Regions from separate parts of the Gossypium hirsutum genome. Here all the other regions are linked to region 1. Evidence: chromatin contacts called from public Hi-C data. All regions are on one chromosome and are shown on one strand. Each heading gives the region's core, a stretch centred on a gene start, on an enhancer-like site or on the middle of the called end of the contact. The rest is flanking DNA. Distances are from core to core; before and after follow the strand shown. Region 1 holds the start of LOC107888832. Region 2 holds the start of LOC107888751. Region 3 holds the start of LOC107889945 (receptor kinase-like protein Xa21).

Region 1 (5,138 bases), core at 942-3,441:
GAATGATTGTGGACTATTCAAGCATTTACAACAGTTCATGCAATGTTTTCATTAAGAGCAATTCAAACCAAGTCATAACAGGCATCTCCACAGACACACATCAAGAAAGAGAGAGAGATTACTTGGCAACAAATCTATAATAACGAATCATCAAATCTTGATCATTCTCGTAAGTCATATTTACTTTCCCCAGGCATGCAAGACCGAAGCTAGGCTCTGTAGCAGAGAAATGAAATCAAGTAAAACACTGTCAAAAGCTCCAATAAAAACTATATCAATCATTTTACTAGTTCCTGGATTCAGCTCTTGTAGACAGAATACAGCTTTGCAACAAAACCATGTTACATTCTGAAATGAAAATGGAGAGGGAATTCCCTTCAAATATTAACAGAAATGAGGTAATATCACTTTACCATACCCTGAAACCCACTTTCCATTACAAAAGAGATATTTAATTGTTAGACTATAGGATTACAAAATATGCTCGACGATGATGGGATGACCAATAGTCACACGAAGTTTGAATGTGCCTTTAAAGAAATAAACCAATGACCACAAACACCTAGCATCTATTCACATAAAATGTAAAAGATAAACATGGGTTACATTTTACAATTGTAGGATCATGTAAGCTTAAAATTATTCCAATCGTAATTCATGATATAGAAAGACAAACTTACCAATACCCATCTCCAAAAGTATCTCTTCCTGAACTGCCGTGGTAACAGCAACCGGTTCCTACAGAAGGATTTGTAAATCTTTAAATGGGGTTAAGACACTTAAAAATAATCAACATTCCTTATGATACTACAAAGGCCATATCTAAATTCTGAAGTCTTACTTTCATGTCCACAAGTACAACTCAAACGGAAGTACTAAATGACAAATGACAACAGTCTAAAAGCATAGTGTTAACGCATGATCAAAATCAGTTTACATAATAAAAAAGGAACATATTTAAACCAACATAACGAACTAGAGGTATGCTTGGTTGGGTGAAAAAGTGGAAGTAGAGAAGGAGGGAATGGACAAGTGGAAAGAAAAGAAATTTTGAGTATGCTTGGTAGGGAAGAAAAATGAGAGGAAAGAAAAATAGAACAAATGATCATTTTCCATCCTAATGCATAAAAACCAATCATTCCAAATTGGAATGACAAGAGGAGAGGAAATGAGCAGTGTACCTAAGTTCAAAGCTATGCATTTTTCAAAAGTTTCATTTTTTTTCATCTCATTTTTTAAACTCTACCAAGCAGTAGAAAGAAACAATATGTGATTTTCTTTCAATTTTTCCACCTTTCCCTACCAAGCTTCTTTATGGAAAGAAAATTTATATTTTCCATCTTTCTACTTTTCCACCCTTTCGATTTTCCATCTTTCCAATTTTCTTCCCACCCAACCAAGCAAAGCCTAAAAGAATTTTGTTAAAATACAAAGCCATTTGCATAATTATTATTCGATCACACATTCAGGCTCACATGAAAATCTTGTCGACCATGTTGATCAATAATAAATTTACATGGAAGATCAAGTAGTTTGAAAATAATCCATGTCATCATTAGAACAATATTATCAATTTCCACCTATACTAGTCATATATTATAAAAAATAGAGAGACCAAATTATGTAAAATGAAAGTAGAAGCATAGAATACTAAATTTTGACATAGTAAAGGGATCAAAAACAGAATTAGACCAATCATAAACGAAGCATTCTCCTCAAAAGTGAATTTATGTATCCAGCTGAAGCTCTCAAGCCCTTAATTCCTAACCACAGAAACTAAAAGCAAATTTTAAATAAATAAATAAATAAACCAACCTGCTTGTCATTCACAGCGTCTACAATCCTCTTCTTAAAGTCTTCCAAGATAAGGAGAATGTTACTACTCACGAGGATGGAAAAAAAAAGGAGAAACGAAGGCAATTAAAAAGTAGAGGAAATGAAAGAAAACATGGAAAATACCTGGCTGGGAAATAAGAAGAGAGAATCGATCAAATAGATATGACAATTGCTCCCTTGATAATGTCCCGTATTTCTGCAACTGGGTATTCGCCATTGATAAATAAAATTCAAGGAAATGAGATATGCAAATGAAAAAAAAAAAGGAAAAAGGTATGCCTTCTAAAACTAGAGGACAGGCGAATCAACAAGGTCCTTTTCTCATTACTGTACAGTTACAAAGTTACCCTCTTTTAGATTAAGTTCCATCTGGAGGGAGTTATTCAGCTTTGCTCATCAGCCCGGCCCGCTTTGGATCAGATTTGGACCTAGATTTCAGTCCCGAGCCGATTTCTATAAATATTTAAGGTTTAATTGAATAGAGGTAGTCCGTAAATATTTATATTTTTTAATTTCAAAAAAAATATTCATGTTTTTTTTGTTGGGTACTTAAAATTTATTTCGTAATTAATGTTGGCCATTACTATTACATTCATTTTTTAAAAAAATTCAGAATGAATCAAGAAGCACCACAACACCACACCATTAAAATCTAATTAAATAAAAATAATTATATTAATAAATAAAAATATTGGGCAAATTGTCAATAAAAGCCTCTTTTTTTTTAAATTTACCGAAATGGGCCAGGTCAGAAATAATTTACCGGAATGGGCCAGCTTTTACAGAACGCGTCCATATCAGTGCGTTGTCAAGGGAAAAAGCAGAAAAACGCTTCCTCAAGGAAGCGCTTTGCCTACGTGGATAGAAAACGCTTCCTTGAGGGCGCGCTTTTTGTCCACGTAGGCAAAGCGCTTCCTTGAGGAAGCATTTTCCCCGTGTTTGAACAGTAGTAACGGCTACTTTTTTTACCGTTGGTAACCCCCCCAACGGTAAAAGAAAAACTACAAAATCCCCCACCCCTTTCATTTTTTTCACAGTTAAATACTTTCAATCTTCAATCTTTCAATATTCTCTCAAATTTCTCTCAAATCTCTCAAATTTCTCTTAAATTCCTCTCAAAACTCTCGTTAATTTTTTCAAAAAAGCTCTAATTTTATTTTTTCTAAATTTATTTTTTAAAATAAAAAAATTTGATCGTGTTAGCAATGGCCGGAGAATTAATTCGCTTTAATGATAAACACATATCCGTCGAACAAATGCAAATGGTAAGTGTTAAATTTAATATTTAAATATTATTTAAGATTTCTGTCATTTATGCAAATTTAAATAATTTTTATTTTATTATTTCTTATAAAAGTCTGTAGATCGGATATTGCAATGCAATATCCGTAACATGACTGGTCCTCCATCACCGTTGATAGAGGATTGCCTACGGGAAGCGGGTTTTTGGCACGTGGCGATGATAGACCGGGGGTGCAAGTTGGACCCGAAACTTATTAGTGCGTTGATAGAAAGGTGGAGACTCGAGACGCACACATTTCATCTTCCATGTGGAGAGTGCACTATCACTTTGGAAGACGTGCATTTGCAATTAGGATTGCCGGTGGACGGGGACGTAGTCACTGGGTCCGTTCATTTTGCTGATTGGGGAGCGGTATGCTATGAGCTTTTGGGTGCTATTTCGGATAATATTAAAGGAGGTCGGATCGAGATAGGCTGGTTACGAGACACATTTCCGGAGCCAGATGATGATTCTACTGAACTAGAAAAAAATCGATATGCGCGAGCATACATTCTTCAGATAATTGGAGGTTATCTGATGCCGGACTTGTCACGAAACCTTGTACATTTGAGATGGCTGCTGAAACTCGTTGATTTTAGAGCAGCTGGTGAATTTAGTTGGGGGTCTGCCGTGTTGGCAACACTGTACCGGGAGATGTCCGGGGCTACGCGACCGAATAAAGCGAAAATCGAAGGTTGCCTATCACTACTGCAATCATGGGCACGGTTTCGCTTTCCATTTTTACGTCCTCGAGTGGATCACCCATATACATTCCCACTCATAATGAGGTAAATTTTATATTAGATTTTACAATTATTACGTAGATTTAAAATATAATCATATGCTAAAAATTTATTTAATTAGGTGGAACCATTCGGCAAGTTATGCTCGATTACCTACCTGTCTTGAAGGTATACGGCTTCTATTAGAGCAACGGTCAGAAGCACAAGTAAGTATTAAAAATATATATATACATACATAATAAAATAGTGGATTCGTATTTAGTATTTAGTATTTAGTATTTTTTATTTAACTAATATTTCCATCATTTTTATATAGTTTCAATGGACACCATACGAGGATCCGGCAATTCGGGCAGTAATTCCGGATGAATACTTGCAAAATCCGAACGCTTGGCACGTGAAGGTCCCATTGGTCAACTTTGCTATTGTGGAGATGCAGCAATCAGACAGAGTATTACGGCAATTTGGATTCCGACAACTGATTCCTGTGGCACCTGAGGTGTTGGATGATCATTACAAAATCGACTTACGGCAATTGCATACGGATTGGCCGAGATTCTGGTCACACTATATCCAAATGTGGAAAGATCGGTATGATTATATACCTACTCGGGAACCGATCATCGTTCTAGAGTTGGCGTGCATGCCGAAATACATGCCATGGTTTAGGATCTATGGCAAGCCATATTTACTGTCAGAAGAGGAGAGGCAGCGGCAATTGCGTGTCCAAAGGGAACGACGTGGCCCTTTAAATCCTTGAAGAAAGGACGACGACGCAGGCCCATCAACGGCACCCACACAATCACCCGGCCCAGCAACAGGACCTACACAGTCACCGGGCCCAACAGTTCAACCGTCGACACCCACAGCACAGCCTCTTCAGATGATACCAGGTACGTATCCTAGCCCTTTTATGTATCCTAGCCCTTATATGTTTCCTTTTTCTAGTCCTATGGCAGGTTGGAATGCATGGCCCGGTTCATCTCCATTTTCGATTACTCCGAGTGGACCGTTGATCTATAGGCAGCCGTCGCGCGAGGGATCGCAGGAGGGGTCGTCGGGGAGCTCTTTTTTTTACCAATCCCCATCACCTTATGGGTTTCAAACACCTCCGCCATTAATATGCAAACACCTCCACAGTCACTATTCTATCAAGGCGGGTCATCCTCCCAACACCCACAACCAAAATCCTCGCCGGAGCAAGCACAACCCCCGCCGGAAGCTGGACAAAGGAGGAATCCAACGCGTAACCGTCGACGACCTCCATGTGGCACTGA
Region 2 (5,138 bases), core at 852-3,351, 440 kb after region 1:
ACTAGCAAAAGGGAACAAGACATTAAGTATAAAATCATAAAGAACATAGAGAATAAAAAGCAGGAGCCATATAATTAGTTTGGTTTATCCACTGGCCTATTAATGTTTGCAGCTTCAGTATACCAACCTTGTGGATATTAAAGGTGCATCCATCTTTTCTAATATTGCTTGACATATAGCATCATCGGGCATACGAACACCTACATTTTTCCTTGCAGAATATTTTGCTGTAGTTGTGCCATACCTCACACATTGTTTTGGCAACTCTTTGCTAGCAGTTAAGATGAAAGTATACTGTTTCCACAGAAATTTTGTTGCAAGTTAAAAATATATTCAGAATAAATTGTGGAACCTATTGCCCACAAATATTCCACTTCATGACCCTGCAATCTAACATGCAGACACGCAAGGAGAACATATTTAGCCAAAAAGGTCATAGGTTCATAAGAGTTCATCATGTTTGAAATCCCACTATGATGTGTTCATTGATTAGCCAACCATGGGGAAGCAGGAAGATAATAAACATTAAAGCCATTAAGACTAAGTGCAGAACAAGAAGAATTTCTGCAAAGAAGCCACAATAAGTGGATCCTACACCTCATCTTAACAATAAATAACAAAGCATTCCTTCTATTCTGGCTCTGTTATGCCACCAATGGCTACTTAAGGTTCCTTCTGCTAACAATAATAACAAGAATAAGACAAAGAACATTCTTACAGGCCCAGGCAAGCAATGCTTAACAGCTCGAAAAATATTCGCATGACCTTGGCCATCACCACGAGGGAACCCCGTCGTATAAGTGTCAATGTCTCAAAGAGAGCGGCATAAAATACTAAGTGGCTGCACAAAGCCATAATCAGTAAAAAGGACATGAAAAAAGCAAAAATAGATGCATGGAAAATTTTGGTACTTCGCTTCTGATTTGAAAAAAGCGCCCAAAAGCGATGTTAGCATCAAGTTTGATAGGTATTGAAATTTACCTTGGAAGGTTCAATGTTTTTTATTCTGCAATAGGAGAATATACAACAGCTTTTATCAGCTAAAGATTGAACTCAGATAAAGGTTTAAACCTATAAAATTAGTATAAAAAAATAAAATAAAAAGGAAAATTGCTACCTGTAACCTACCTTCGAAGACGTTCAATAGCTGAATGGCTTTTCAAATGACAAACTATAGCATACCTACATATGAACAAAGCAACATTAAATTGAAATTAAGAAATTTCAAAAGGACGTTGTAAGGCCCTGTTTTGACCCTTAATTTTTCACATTGTGTTAATTGCTTCAATTAAAAAAACAATCAAACCTAAAAGTACTAAACTGCAACACGTTCAAATGTACTAACCATTTCAGTCAAAAGTAAATGATGCAAAATTTTCCTTTTTAACAGAACACTAAATTTTGATGTTTTCATTATATTTTTTACATCGAAACATGGTTTTCGCTTCTAGAAACCAAAAATAAAAGTAAAAGAAATAATAAGAGAAGTAATGTTGATAGCTCTTACACAGTATCAGTAGGAATAACACCAACAGCTCCTTGGTTTAAAAGTTCAATTACAGGTTCAAGTTTCCAGTTTTCAGTTCCCGAAGGATCGACTTCCACGTAAACCAAATCATCTATCTGTCAATTTCAATTTCTTCAATTTTCTTTTTCACTTTAGTTTTTTACAGATCATAAACATGACTAAATTGAGAAGAAATTAGACCTTGGAAACGCGAGGAGCAGAGTACTTGAGACGTTTCGGACTCCTTTTAGCCGCCATAGCTAAGACGCGAAGCCTAGTGAGTTTAGCACAGTCGAGGCGGACACGGGTGGGATACGACACCGCACGCGGCGGAGCGAGTGCGAAAAAGTGGCGAAAGGAAAGGGAGTGAGTGGATTGGGTAGGGAACAGTTTCGTTCCCGCCATTTGCAGGAGGCACGAATGAATGCTTTAGTTTTATCTGGAATTGAGAAGAGGTTTCAAAAAGCAGTTAAGAATGATGATGAATCAACTGTTTTTGGTTCACATTTTATAGAGATCAGCCAAGTATGACCGGAAGCAGCAAGAAATTTCGATTTATTTTATTTATTGCCACAATATAGGCCTAAATAAACCCAACTTCTATTAAAATGATCTTAGGCCCGTATGACGGTTGTTTTCCATCCAAATCCACCAAGCCACTACAATTTACAATAATTAAAGAAATTATCAGCTGAAAAGCTAATCTAAATTAGAACTGATATGATATTCACTCCAATATCTAAATTTGCAAAAACCACAAATATTAAATTCACACTATCCACTCTTATCCTTCAATTATCTAAAACTCTGGTTAAATACCATCCTTTAAAAACAATTCTCAATTGGGTAAATATACATTTGGTATATGAATTTGATTTCAAGGTTTAAATTAGTATCTAAAGGTTTTTTTTTGTCCAATTAGTTATCTAACTTGAACTCAAGATTCAATTTAGTACCTAAACTCCTTTTCTTTTCTTTTTTTTTTTGTCAAATTAACTACCTGGTACCTAAACATTTCTTTTTGTCAAATTAAGTTACCTAAACTTGGCTTTTTGGTTTAAACATATGCTTAAGAACTAGTTATCTAGTTCAAATTGGTTCAAATAAATCATTTATTGTAACTATTAATTTAGACCAGAAAGCCAAGTTCATGTACCCATTTAGACCAAATTAAACTTTAAGTATCAAATTGAACCTTGAAGCTAAATTCAATTAGGTACCTAAACTTGGCCTCAAGACTCAATTTGGTACCCAAAATTCCCTTCTTTTTTATTTTTTTTTGTCAAATTAAGTACTTAAACTTGCCTTTTTAGTTAAGATATATGTTAAAAACTAGCTACATAGTTCAAATTGGTTCAAATAAATCATTTATTGTAACTATTAGTTTGGACCAAAAAGCCAAGTTCAATTACCAATTTAAACCATAAATGCCAAGTTCATATATCTAATTGGACTAGATTAAATTTTAAGTACCAAATTGAACCTTAAAGCTAAATTCAAATACCTAACTGAACCCAAAAAGAAAAACTTAAAGTACCAATTTAGATCTTAAAGCCAAATTCAGGTAGCAAAATGTATATCTGCCCTTCTCAATTCAATCCAAAGATCCTTCTAATATTGTTTTTTTTTTAATATACAAAAAGAATCACTTTTCCCTATTGACAAATTTGAACAAAAACAAAAAGTATAGATTCGAATAAATAATCAACAGAAAAATTTTTCATGTTAATAATCACTCAACTATTCTCCAAATAAAGCAATTGTACTGTAAATGACTAGTGTTCAAGCATTAGCCGAGAAGCACGAATAAGGTCAAAAAAACTAAACTAACGTAAATTAGGGCTGTTTGAATCAATGCAAACAGCATTTAGATGTCGGGGCGTTGCTTGCATCCTGTGATTATCGTGGTGGTAGTGGTGGCAGCTGTGAAGATGGTATCTGAGATTTTGCAAATCAAACCCATGCAACAATGCCAACAGCAAGGATTACCCATCCGAAAATGTCGTATTTGAGATCACTACTTTTCTTATTTTTTGTAGCAGTCTGCAAGAAGGTAAACAGAGAATTCATACAAAGGAATAATATATATATATAAAAAAAAAAAAGATCATGGCCTTCAAGTAACACTGCATACAAATTTGCACTTCAAATGAAAGAGAATCGTAACATGGTTGAAACAGTGACTGAACGTATGCTCATTCTTAGCTAATAATCCCCTTATTCATCATAAGAAAAGCATTTGATGGGAATTTGAGAAAATCCAGCAGCTCAATCAGCAGTCTGCAAAAGTAAGCTACATGAAATCCGTTATCTCCATCTCACTAGATCAATGTTTACATTGTTAGGTTACTTCCTGCCAAACTACTTACATTTATGTGATATTTTGCAAGCTTTTACCCCTCTTCATTACCAAAACCACTCGTGCACAAAAGCATTCTAGGTCTACATTATGCAGGATTCAATCATCTAAAAACAATCTCCTGATTTGTCCTCCGCTGCTGCAGCTTTCCTCATTTCAGCCATGCTCATTTTAGGGTAGAGATGTGTCGTTTCTAACTCAATACATGGTAACATAAAGCATGATTAGACCTTTTGCCATTGTAATAATATCTCGTGCCTTGGTATCAAACATTTCCTCCATAGCACGTTTGTATCTACCTACTCTAATCCTGTGATTAATTGATTACCACTTTGCTCAAGTTTTCCTTCACCAATAAAAGCTCAAAAGCCCAAATGTCAATAATGGCTCTTGTAAACTTAAATGCACTGGTAATTAAAGAAAAATAAAAAGTATAGCATAAGCTTGTGGTTATTGATCCCACCTGTTTGGGCTGAACCTATTTTAGAGTCGAACATTAGTTCAATTTCGATTCTCTAACTAAGGCTTAGGTTGTGAATTTATTTCTTTCCTTAGTTTTCATGATTATACTTTTATTTCAGTTGAATTTAGCTTCCTTCTAAGAATAGGTTTCCTCTTTATGTGATAAAATTGGTCCTAATTTGAAGGGACCTATGAAATAATAAAATGCTAAGCAGAATTTCTATCAAAAACCTTAAAGAGATTCAGGTCTCTTTTTAATGAGACCTAAGCTTTCAATCTCTCTTCAATCGGCAGAAAGGTTTCAGTCTCCCTTTAACGAGCTGAATTATCAATCACCATAAGTCATTCCAAGAATCATGATAAAGGGAAACCAATCGATTTTGACTTTCTCGTCAATCACCCAATGACTTAAAACTACTAACCTATACATCTCATCTCTCGCTGCAAGAATTCCATTATAAAAGACAAAAGCCATGAGCTGGATCCTGCTCCTAAGGAGCTTCGGCATGCACTTCCACATGTTGCATGGAAGCATAACTGCATGTCCCCTAAATTAACCTTAATAAATCAGCAATCGATCTAATATTAAATGTTGTTTCACTGAACCTATAAACAAATTTAAAAGTCAATCAAGGAAAAACATAGACAAAAAGATAACTATGTGACCTTTGCCCTTTACAAAGCCTCATGCAAGCCTCAATGATAAATTAAGCAGCACTTGACAACGTAAACCACAGAGACATGATAGGGTCAAAAGCAGGGGAAAAAAAAAGTGAAAATAAGAAGAAATGGAATGCAAAAGGAAGAAAC
Region 3 (5,138 bases), core at 1,184-3,683, 270 kb after region 1:
GTCGAAACCCTTTTTATTTTGAAAACAATAGGGATCGACTTTTGAAAACAAAAATGTGGAGTCGCCACCAATCTCTTGATTTAGGTGTGATTGGGCCACCTACTAAAACGTTTTATTCCATGAAAAATAAATTTGGTTCATGTAAAATAAAAAAATGGGTTCGGGAGTCGGTTACGCATGAGGAAGGGTTAGCACCCTCATTACGCCCAAGAATTGGTACCAAATTGATTTGATGTTGTTCTTATACCAAAAGGTTTTTTTTTAAAGAAAAGATTTTTTAAAGTATGATTCTTTTAAAAATGTTTAAAAAGTTCAAATTAGCAGTCAAAATTCTCTTGTTTCAAGGATATGCAGTATCATACCCAACACGATTGGATACAATCCTTTATACCTTTAAAAATACATAATTGAAACAAAATTGAAACAGGAGAAACAACTTATAAATAAGATAATTGCGAAGTAAGATCAATGTGCAATTTGCGACAATGCGCGAGGATTATAATTGGAAATATCCCGTGCCCACAATGCTGTACTGAAACGCAGATCAAAGTGAAAAAGTGCACAAATTAGAAGGCCAAATTTTAAAAAACAAGGTAAACCAATTGGGCGTAAATTGAAGGCTCGCGCGAGAGGAAGGACCTAACGCGCAAATCTTCTATTTAAAGGGAGAAGGCGCAGATCCGGGTACCCAATGCGCGAATCCTCAAAGCTTGGAACGACGCCATTTTTGAAACCCCCTTAAACCCCCATTTGGATTTCCTTTCTCATATTGCTTTAACTCAGCTGACTTTCTTTTCCTTTTTTAAAACCAAAACCCTTGAAATCAATCAATTAGGGCTCCATTAGCACGCATCCGTCGAACCACCATCATTTGGTGACCAGCCGCATGCAAACACCGCCCCGATTATGCCATTGACGGTGCTTGACTACACCTTAAAAGATTTAGTAAGTAATTTCTTTCCCCTTTTTCGTTTATTTGAAAAATAAAATTCCAATCTTATGCGGTTTTTAACAAAACTAAAAAAGGTTCATGAATCAAAGAAAATTTCTACGCTAATCAACCCCTCGCTCTTGCCTCTGTATTTTGAGGTTTCTGGCTCTCATTGATGTTGATTTTCACACTAAAAACCAGCCAACAAAAAAAAAGAAAATAAATTAAATAGAGGGCATAAAACTTGAAATCACCTTTTCTACAAAATCTTTTTTTCTATTCTTTATGCGTGCGCTTGCGTATATTGTGTGTCAATTTTTTTGGAGTACATTCAACGACTTTTATAGCCGGATTTACAGAATAAAGTAAAAAATAAAATTACATTTTCATTGCTGTCACCTTCTGTAAATTTGGTTCTCTCTCTTCTCGTGTGTTCTTTGCAGGAACGGCCGTACGGAGGAACGACCCTGATGACGTGGAGGCCGAGCGTGGGGATTTCTAGTGAGAAGATGACCTTCTGGTGCCATTCTGGCTTACTCCAGAAGCTTCTGGCTTTCTCAGGCTGCTGAGTTTCCTTTTGGGTGTATTGGGCCTCGGGTTTGGGTTATTAGAATTAGGTTTTAGGATTTATTTAATTGGGTCAAATTTTATGTAACTGGGTTAAGTTTATATTAAGGGATTTTGGGTTTAAGTTAGTTTTTGCCCAAATATTTGTAATCGGACATTGGACTTCTGATTTTGGGTTCTTTATTTGTGTGTGTGTGTTTTTTTTTTGGTTTTTAATTTCTATTTTGTATTCTAATTGGCCCGGGCAAAATGGGCCTATTACAACCACGACAGAAACAGGCAGTTCTAGTTTAAGCAATGCTCATTTATTTCTAACAAAGACCAAGATGCTTGACTCGTCTTAATGAAAAGCTTGACCCATTACCTTATTTAAGCACTGCTTTAAATATACTTTCCTAATAGCCATACAATTTCATTGAAACCCACTGCCATCAACATGTTTAAATTTCATTTTCTTTCATCTGCTTTAATGCTGATTCACTGTTTCATGGTTAGCTACGCCATGATTGAGGAACCTCACCACCGATCAACATGCTCTTCTTGCAGTTAAACACCAAATCATTATTGATCCTTACAACATCTTAGCCGACAACTGGACCACCAATTACCCTGCCTGTAATTGGGCTGGTGTCTCTTGCGCTGCTAAGCACACGAGAGTTAGAGCTTTGAATCTCTTCAACATGAATCTTACCGGAACGATCCCTCCGCAATTAGGAAACCTGTCGTTCTTAGTCTCTCTTAATTTGAGTCACAACAATTTCCATGATCATTTACCGAGGGAGTTGGGGCAATTGAGTCGTTTGAAGCTCATTGATTTAAGCTCCAATTTCCTAAATGGTGAAATACCATCCTGTTTTGGAAGGTTGGATAAGGTTTTACACTTGATTCTTGCAAATAATAATTTTACAGGTGAAACCCTCCATCCATAACTAACATGTCCAACTTGGAGAACTTGGACTTGAGGAACAATCTCGTTCATGGAAACATTCCATACGAGATGAGTAAACTTATGAAGCTGAGGACACTTCGTCTGGCTAAAAACCAACTTTCTGGTTCCATTCCTGCTGCCATTTATAATATTTCCGCCTTGCGGATGATTTCTCTACCATACAATAATCTATCTGGTAGTTTACCAAAAAAAATATGTCATCATCTTCTAAATCTTGAGGCACTTTACCTGTATGAAAATGAGTTTTCAGGTCAAATTCCAACAAGTATTGGAGAGTGCAAGAATCTTCGACAGTTAATCTTGGACACCAATAGATTCAATGGTAGAATTCCAACAAGTATCGGGAATCTAACAGCGCTTACCGATCTATACTAGTTTGCAAATGATTTGGGAGGTAAGGCTTTTTCCTTGCATATTTTCTTCAGTCCAAATAAATTTTGATTTTTGTTCTCATAAAAATAAAATTTTCGTAAACATGGAAATTAACAATCCAAATTTTAAACAAGCGCTCTAGCTGCGATTTCATTATTCTGTATAAAGATTTAATATTAAATTAAACTATTAAAATAACTTAAAATTTAATCTGTAATTAATTATTCAAAATAAAAGCAAAGATAAATCCTGATTTGATTGTTTTTGTTTGATACAATAGACTTGAAACATAGAGTCTTAATTCGATTGGTAGGGTATTATTATCAATATAAGAGATGTAGGTTCGAGTTCCCTAAAGTGCATTATCCTCCATAACCTATTTATGGGTTGAGGAGTGATTATGGGTAGTTTTGGACATTATGTAAAAAAAAATAGATATAATCAAAATACTAACCTTAATATATTAATTACTAAATATGGTTATTTAATCAATTGAAAGGAAAAAACAATAAAAGAAGGAAGGATTATAATCCAAAGACAAAATTAACAAGCTTTTAAACTAAGTCATTTCTTAGCCTTTATTTTCACTCTTTTTCCTTAGGGCTAAAAATGAAAATAAACCATGGCGTTTGAATGATTTTTAGTCCAAAAATTAAAAAATTAGAAATTCTATTTTTTATTTAATTTTTATGATATAAAAATAAATATTCTATATTTGGAATTACAAAAATAACTCAAAATACTATATAAAAATTTTTTTCACAAAAATTATAAGAATTATTAATTTGGATTTTTTATTTTTATTTAGAATTATTTATGAAAAACTTTGAAATTTTATCAAATAACCTCTAAAAACTAAAAAAAAAGAAAAGAAAAGAAAGAAAGTCTATTAAATCCAAAAACCTAAAACCCATTAAAAGGATCAAATCGCATTATCACAAATAATTCAAAAAAAATCCAAAAAACCTCAACCAAATTCCAACCAAACACAACCCTACTTTCACTTTTGCAATTTATACTCTTTTTTTTCTAGAATCATTTATATTCGTTTTACTATCTATAAAAAGGTAATTCTTTCAAGATTCATATCTGCCACTAAATTAGAAATTTGATCTCAATTTAATAGCTTTGTAATTATTACTGCAATATTTAGAAAAACTGTTAGCTTTATTATAATACTAAATTGTTGCTTTTTAATATTTAGGTGAAATTCCATGGGAAATTGGAAAGCTTGAGAAGTTGGAGTATCTTCACGTAGAATATATGCGACTTGATGGTTCAATCCCAGCTTCCATCTTTAACCTTTCTTCTTTGAAAACAATTGTTCTGGGTGACAACAATCTATCTGGTAATTTCAAGATTAATGTTTCATCTTTCTATATTTGAAGTTTTTTTATTTTAGTTTTTAAATCAATAATAATTCAATTAAGGATTATAAAAATAATTAATTATACTACATAATTTAAGAAATTTGTTAAATATATATATAAATTTTGGTTTAATGTGTAATTTGATAAATGAACTTTGATTTGGTGTAATTATGTATAAAATTATACATAAAATTTTAATTTTGATTCAATTATACACATTTAAATAAATACACCAATTTATTTTTATATTAGATAAATATAATTATTTATTTATACAATATATAAATATAAAAGAATGTATCGGTAATTGTGTGAATAGCTTGTGAGGTTGGATCAAATTAAAATTTCATGTATAAAACTGCACAAAATCAAAGTTCATGTATAAAATGCACATTAGACCAAAACTCATATATAGTTTTGAAATTTATCCCAAATGTAAAATTATTTAATTTGCAAACTATCTGCTAAGCAAATAACTTATTTTTTTTCTAAGACCTTGTTTGATAAACCGTTAAAAAAATTAAATTAATTAATTTCTTACAAATATTTGATAATCCAAAATAAAAACAATTTAACTGAATTTTTCTATAAAAAAAAGTGTGAAAATGGAAAGTAGATAAAAGTTACTTATCACTTAAGGGAGAATATTTTTAATTAACTATATTTTATTTTATTTAGTTTAATACTATATTATCTTATAAAAAATTTATTTTAAATTTTGACTTGTTTTTAGAGATTATTTATTTAATTAAATAAATATATTTATTTAGTCTAAACTATTTAATATCACATCATCTATATATTTATTTAATTAAAAATATTATTTAATTTTAAATATTTTTATTTAATTAAAAATATCACATGTCATAATTTGATTGATTCAACTATTTTTTTAACTGAAGTTAATAATTAATATCTAAAATAGTAATTAAAAAAACTTTGAATACGA

What was found. A called contact is a pair of places that touch in the nucleus more often than the background predicts.
Region 2: a contact with region 1 is called in a Hi-C map of leaf, with 2.6 times the contacts expected there. The contact joins the promoter of LOC107888751 here to the promoter of LOC107888832 in region 1. A contact is called at or near these places in 5 of 34 Hi-C or Micro-C datasets (all in leaf).
Region 3: a contact with region 1 is called in a Hi-C map of leaf, with 2.0 times the contacts expected there. The contact joins the promoter of LOC107889945 here to the promoter of LOC107888832 in region 1. A contact is called at or near these places in 9 of 34 Hi-C or Micro-C datasets (callus, hypocotyl, leaf and 1 more).

What each region holds. Positions count from the first base shown.
Region 1 is chrA09:17,152,010-17,157,147 of Gossypium_hirsutum_v2.1, reverse strand. It overlaps LOC107888832, which reads right to left and starts at 2,191. Exons shown (of 8, transcript XM_016813066.2): 1 at 1,960-2,191; 2 at 1,816-1,856; 3 at 681-738; 4 at 123-216. The coding sequence starts at 2,053.
Region 2 is chrA09:16,707,035-16,712,172 of Gossypium_hirsutum_v2.1, reverse strand. It overlaps LOC107888751, which reads right to left and starts at 2,101. Exons shown (of 8, transcript XM_016812942.2): 1 at 1,709-2,101; 2 at 1,508-1,623; 3 at 1,129-1,182; 4 at 982-1,006; 5 at 128-294; 6 at 1. The coding sequence starts at 1,912. LOC107888752 (mitochondrial import receptor subunit TOM20) reads right to left here. Exons shown (of 6, transcript XM_016812944.2): 6 at 3,207-3,550. The coding sequence ends at 3,461.
Region 3 is chrA09:16,877,323-16,882,460 of Gossypium_hirsutum_v2.1, reverse strand. It overlaps LOC107889945 (receptor kinase-like protein Xa21), which reads left to right and starts at 2,433. Exons shown (of 6, transcript XM_041076126.1): 1 at 2,433-2,622; 2 at 4,024-4,167. The coding sequence starts at 2,433. LOC121203265 (a long non-coding RNA gene) reads left to right here and starts at 506. Exons shown (of 2, transcript XR_005901895.1): 1 at 506-945; 2 at 1,375-1,792.